Regions from separate parts of the Capra hircus genome. Here region 1 is linked to region 2. The links are chromatin contacts, called in public Hi-C maps. All regions are on one chromosome and are shown on one strand. The core of a region is the stretch at or near the end of the contact, and the rest is flanking DNA. Distances in the headings are between cores, read along the strand shown. Region 1 overlaps FOXO3 (forkhead box protein O3). Region 2 overlaps FOXO3 (forkhead box protein O3).

Region 1 (3,203 bases), core at 419-2,918, 88 kb before region 2:
AAATAGCAAGCATCTGTAGAATATTGTGATGTATCACTCCTTTCTGATGAAATACAAATGTATGGAGTATGCTTCAAGCTGGGCTTCGCACCCCCCTCAGAATGTGTGTTTTCACTTGGACCTTTTTGGGATATTTTAATCTTGAGACTTTTTCTCTGCAGCATGTCAGTCCCTACTATGAGATAACGGTACAAAGTCAAGTAGATGAAGTTTTCTGGTGGCCTGTGGTACTTGCACTCATTTGGTCCTCTCATGATTGTGTGTAGTGAAGAAGCCAGCTTATCATCTGGGGGCTCACCATGCCTGGGTATCCAAATGCACCCCCATTCTGCAATGAAGAGGTGAGCTTAGAGCAGGGAAGCTGTGGCTCACTTGTAGGGGGAAAGGCCAAGGTGGGAAGTGGCCCCTGCCACACACAAACAAAATGCATTAGCTTTCCTTTGGAAAAGGAAACCCATAATAATTCCAGCAGATGCCTTTGACAGTTTTCAGTATGTGTTTTGTAATTTCTTATTTATTTCTGTGAAGACTTTTGAGTGTGCATGTGTGGGAGAATTCGCATCGTGTTTTTTCTTGTGTTTTGGATGTCTAGTGAAATTAATAACTTGGCTCTTGCAGCCATTGAGAATTTTCTTTAAATTTAGAGCCAGCAGAGGGAGTGCACATGTCTTTAAACTGATCTTGAGTTTTTTTCCCCACATAGCTAAAATAATACCTTGGTTAAAAACACCAAAAAAAAAAAAAATCTGTAATATATAATGTTTCCATGTAGGCTTATGTCATTGTTAGAAAAGGATAATTTGGAGGAGAGAGTGTTTAGAAACCTAAGATAACTTTTTAAAAAAGGAACTTTGGTCTTCTGAGACTTATGGTCTAATTCCCATCCTCAAATAATTACAGACTTTCTAACTGAAAATTTTCCTCCTCTGTTTCACATATTTTTGCTACTTCACTCTTTTTAAAAATGTATTTATTTTTTAATTGAAAGATAATTGCTTTACAGCATTTTGTTGGTTTCTGCCAAACATCAACATGAATCAGCCACTTTCAGTGGAGTCGCAGTACTTCACTCTTGAAAACATGTGAATGTTCTTCTATACCTGATAGCACACATCACAGTGTGTCAAGATCAGTGGGCTCTGTGTTTTAATGCTCTTTTGGTTGAGACTCTTGATGTTTTCCAAGACGTCACTTTCCTATAGGTGAAAGAAAGGCAGAACCTCCATTATTCTTAATTCAGATTTAGCAGGCATGGACCTGCTAGCAGTTTTGTAATCTAAAGTTCTGTAGTTCTGTGTTCTGTAGATTGTCGCACTCTTCACATTGCCCCGTATTCTGGTGGTGGCGGCTTATTTTAATTTGGGAGCTGTAGTGGGTTGAATAGTACCCCTCCAACCCCCCCATTAAGGTCCACCTGTAACCTCAGAGCATAACCTTGCTTGGGACTAGGATCTCTCTGGAGGGAGGTAGTTATATTAAGGTGGAGTCATGTCAGATTCACGTGGGCCCTGGGTCCAGTGACTGGTGTCCGTATGAGGGGGGCAGAAGACATGGTAGATTCAGAGAAGGCTGTGTGACGCCACGGCAGGAGGTGGGGCAGCACAGTCACAAGCCAAGGAGCGCCAGATTGCTGGGGGCGCCAGGGGCTGGTTGGAGGCCAGGTGGCACCCTCCGCTGCAGCCTTCAGAGGGAGCATGGTGCTGCCCACACCTTGACTGTGGACTTCTAGCCTCCAGCACTGTGAGAGAATATGTTTCTATTGTTTGAAGCCCCTAAGTTTGTAGTAATTTGTCATGGTAGCCCTAGGAAACACACAGGAGCACAGGGATGGAAGAGAGGAACATGAAGGGTTGCAGATAGAGGAGAAGAGGAAAAGAAGGTTTTATATTTAAAATTGAGATATAATTGATGTAACAACATTATTAGTGTCAAGTGTACAACATAAAGATTTGCTATTTATACATGTTGCAGAATGATCATCACTGTAAGTCTAGTTAACATTTTTCTTTTTCTTTCTTATGTTGAGAACTTGTTAATATTTACTCTCTGAGCAACTTTCAGATACCTAAGTATTAACTATATTCACCAAGCTGTATATTGCATCCCCAGGACTGACTTATTTTGTAATTGGAAGTTTGTCTCTTTTGACCCGCTTCACCCATTTTGCCCTCTCCCTCCAAATTTATATTTAGATTAAAATTAAAATGTTAATCACTCCTAGGCTACTTTCTGGTAACTTAAATTTCTTCTTTCTTCATCCTGCTGTGAGGCACAGAAGGGAGGTGTGAATTCCCCTGATTTCCCAGTGAGAACTGCTGCAGCGAGCCTTCCACCCTCCGTTTAGCGTGTATCCTGGGCACCCTCCCTAACCCTCCCACTCTGCTTACTCAGTTTCTACTTCGTGAGGCTGGTGGAATGGCTGTACTTGGGGAGTGTGGACTTGAGGTTTAAGGCCAAGGTCTAGCTGAGAGCTTTGGTCTACGATAGTCTTTCAGGGAGGGAGCAGCCTGGGTCCTCAGCGGAAGGAGAAGGTTGAAGAATTCTCTTTTCCCCATCCCAGTCAGGCTTGAGAAAATAGAGCCCCATCAGATTCACTGCCGTCCATGGTGGCAGTAAGGATAATCAGAATCTCTCTGGAGTCTCCTTGGCTCCTCCTGTGCTTGGTTAAAGCCCTTTCAAAGTGTCAACACTTGAGCCTTCAGGCTCCCATCCTCTCTGTATACATTTATGTCCGCAAAACCCAGCCGTCCTGAAGGAGCATGGAGTGGTAGTCCTCATTCAAGTAGCAACAGGTGTTTTCTAGGTACCGTGAAGGTGTTTGAGTTGAATTGTTCAGAAGTATTTCAGAATTAGAATTGCATCTGTTTATGCTCGTATTTCAAAATAGTATTTTGGGAAAAGGGAGCCAGGATTATAAATCAGTTGGAAACACAGTTTGGTTTTTACAATAGAAAGAGGAGTTGACACAAGATATTCTGAAGCCTAGTTATAATAATAATAATAGTAGCTATGATTTATCGAACACTATCATAGGCCAATTACTCAGGTAGATTTTTTACATCTAATATTGATCCTACATGTTAAGCATTTAAGTATAAACCCAATTTAGAGACAAGAAAATGGTTCAGAGAAGTTTAATGCTTGGGATTCAGAGGAAGGTTTCTTTGAATGTCAACATTTTCTGCTAAGCTTTGCTGCCTCCT
Region 2 (3,068 bases), core at 417-2,916:
AATAAAAATTAATATGAAAATAAAACCCACACTGGAAAACCCAACAAAACTGTCTGTAATAGCGTAGTAGCTCTTTAAGAGAAATTTCTTCCCATCTAGGATTTCTTGTTCAGTTGAGGGGAAGAGCAAATTGTCTGCCAAGCCTTTCTTTTCCCAAGAAAGCTTCATGTGTCTCATTTGTCTTGGGTAAGAAATGGGTTCATTTTACTGATCACCAGGTTGTTATTATTTTATTCCTCCAAACAAGGAACCGGAACCTACTGCTTACTGTGTGAAAACTTGAAACAAATGTTAGTTTTCCAAAGATCTCTATGGGTAGAGGATTGTCAGCAGATTTAACGGAAATCTTGTTTCTAGCTGGAAATTTAATCCTTCAGACAAATTCCCGACAATGTTTATTTTAGAACATCATCTTTTAAAAATAAGTCCTTTAATGGCTTAAACTTTTAGTGTTTTAGACAAAGGTAAGAGTGGAACTAGCCTGGAACTTGTCTTACACATCAGGGTTGATTATGCAATCCTTTATATGAATGTTTTTCTTTTGTGTCTGAAAGGCTATTATAGTTGGTATTCCATATAGTCAGAAACAATGGCTCTGAATTCAAGTCTGTTTTATGCTGTCATACTTTGTGTACTTGCTTTTGAACAAATTAGCCCCAAAGTCCATAAAATGTAGTAGACAAAGGCAAGCCAGCTAAATGTCTACTGTCTAATGAGAAGGCCCAGCCCTCACTCTTCTCCCTCACATGGGCCCTTCTTGGCCCTTTGCAGTGTCCACTCCCCACCTCCCTCCATCCAGGGTCTTTGCACCAAGTGCAGCGACGTCGTGTTTCCTACAGTCGAGGAAGGAGAAACGGTGTGGTTGTTATTAATGTTCTTGAGATGATCTGCTTAAAATCATGTGCTTTGGATCTCAAGGGAGTTCATTAAGTAATACTTTGCTGTATTCTTAACAATGGAAGCTAATAAATATCTCAGGATTGGGGTACGGCCTTTTCAGTGGTTATTTTTATGCAGTCTATCTTTGGCATTTCATTTGAAGGACAGTCTCTTATAAAAGGGATTATGTGAGGTTGCATTGCTAATTCAGGGAGAGCTCTGAGAATTACAGGGATCAATTACAGTCCCAGCCCATCCCTTCTGTGGCCTGTATCAGTTACTACCTTTGGGAAAGTCCTCTTGCCCCTTTTCTGTCCATGCTTATCCATGCCGGGTGGAGAAGTGGCACAGGGCAGGATGGATGACTGTCCACAAGGCAGTGCAAGGTCAAGGACCCTTCCCTCTCAACTCCTCCCCCCACCTTTTTTTTTTTTTTTTTTTTTTTAGGAAGAAACCCTATCTGGACTCCAGTGATCTGATAGATCGCTCTAACTCTCCGTTTTACTCCCTGCGTATAAACACAGCTTTAATCTGTGAGCCCGATTCTCATCCTATCTTCTAAATGGTGGAAACTTGGGCTTAAAGAACATCTGCTGTGCTGTGTCATCAGACCTGGGGAGACTAGGAATCTTTAGCTTAGAGTCTCAGCCAGCAGAAACGTAAGGGGGAAATTCCAGGGACTCTCAGCTCTGAGCTGATAATCTGGGGAGCTTTCATATTGTGCCTCCCCGAGGCTTACTCACACCAGTCTCCACGACTGAGTGCTTAAAGCCTCCGCAGCTGATTGGAAGAGGCAGCCAGGGTGGAGAACTGATACCTAAGAGAAATCAGGGCATCATCCAGAGAACTGCCTCTGAAAGAGCCTATCATCAAAAGTCAAAGGCTGCATCTCTCCCGAACCTGTCTCTGCGTTGTTGTGCTGTGGTGCACAGCTCCCTGGGTCTCCACTGGGTTTTTCACATGACCTTTGTCAACTGTTCAGCAGTTACATATTTTAGAATTCAGGTCTTTGGCAGTCCCATTCTGAACTATCAGTGACAAGTCAAAGCAAGGACACCTACTTGAAATACTGGTCCTGTGTGCAGCATAGATGAGCACTGGATTTAAAAGCAGTCCTTTATAGATCATCCCCACTGAAATCTCTCATGAGGACCAGGGCACTGCCTGCAGTCTGCTTGGTGGACATCAGTGGGTCTGGCTTGAGAGTTGACAACCATAACTCATTTTGAGATAACCAAAAAAAGGAAGTGACTGAGTAAGGTAGAGGCCTTTAAGAGTTAAATTACACAACTCCCTTTTTATTTTTAAAGTCAGTGGATTCCTTGTTGCCCTTGCTGAGAAAGATAAATTGATACCACATGTTGCTTCCAGACAAAACCCTCTCTGTATTCCAGGGGAAGCACATGCAGCTGGTGTCTGGGTTAGTGGACAGTCTTTACAAGGTAAACATGGGTTGGAAGGGGTTGGAAGGGGTTGGAGCGGACACAGGGTAGCAACAGTTGGGAAATTACCAGCTACTCCTGAGCAGCACGGCACTTTGAAATACTTTTACAAGTTTGAAATCTTTTCCTGAAAGGAGCCGCCCTCTCATCTGGTTTAAAGCATATGATGCTCAGAAAACAGTAAGTGAACTTTTTCGATGTCACTGCTTCCGTGTGTGGAATCTTGACAGTTGAGAGCTGCTTTTGTGCTTGGCACTGGATGAGTAACTTGCATGCATACTTTCATTTAATTGTCCCAAAGATCCTAGAGTTAGAGAGGGTGGTTTTATTCTCATTTTATAAAAGGGGCAACTGAAGTTGGCTCAGTTGTCCAGGGTCACAGGACACACGCCTAGGCCACTATTCTAGCTCCGACCTGGCTGACATTGAAGCCTACCTCCCTCCGTTGGCCACCTTAAAAAACTGCATGTGTGATTTACCCACTTCGTAAATATTGGTGGAATACTTACTTGTTTCAGGCAGCTTCTCTATGACACCTGATCTAATCTAATCTGTTTGGGGTCCATCTGTCTTCACAGCCAGTTGGCATAAATGTAATGGCTGTGCACTTTAGCATTAGGGATAAACGTGTCTTGCATTAGAACACTGTCTTCATTATAGCACGAACAAGAATGACCAAATTCGGATGAGGATAGTCATCTTTATGCTGATTTCTTCAAAGAGGGCCAAGCCAAGGGAACCTTAGGC

Evidence for each region. Hi-C and Micro-C count contacts between places; a contact is called where the count stands out from the background.
Region 1: a Hi-C map of blood shows a contact between it and region 2, with 3 times the contacts expected there. The contact joins two enhancer-like sites. A contact is called at or near these places in 2 of 5 Hi-C or Micro-C datasets (both in blood).

The regions. Positions count from the first base shown.
Region 1 is chr9:28,905,381-28,908,583 of ARS1.2, reverse strand. All of the region lies in intron 1 of FOXO3 (forkhead box protein O3), which reads left to right. Among named protein-coding and RNA genes, the nearest start is that of FOXO3, 9.0 kb to the left of the region's middle. Within about 2 kb of position 1,668, at least 2 of the 5 cell types and tissues checked have an H3K27ac peak or open chromatin away from gene starts, as enhancers often do.
Region 2 is chr9:28,817,674-28,820,741 of ARS1.2, reverse strand. All of the region lies in intron 1 of FOXO3 (forkhead box protein O3), which reads left to right. Among named protein-coding and RNA genes, the nearest start is that of FOXO3, 97 kb to the left of the region's middle. Within about 2 kb of position 1,666, at least 3 of the 5 cell types and tissues checked have an H3K27ac peak or open chromatin away from gene starts, as enhancers often do.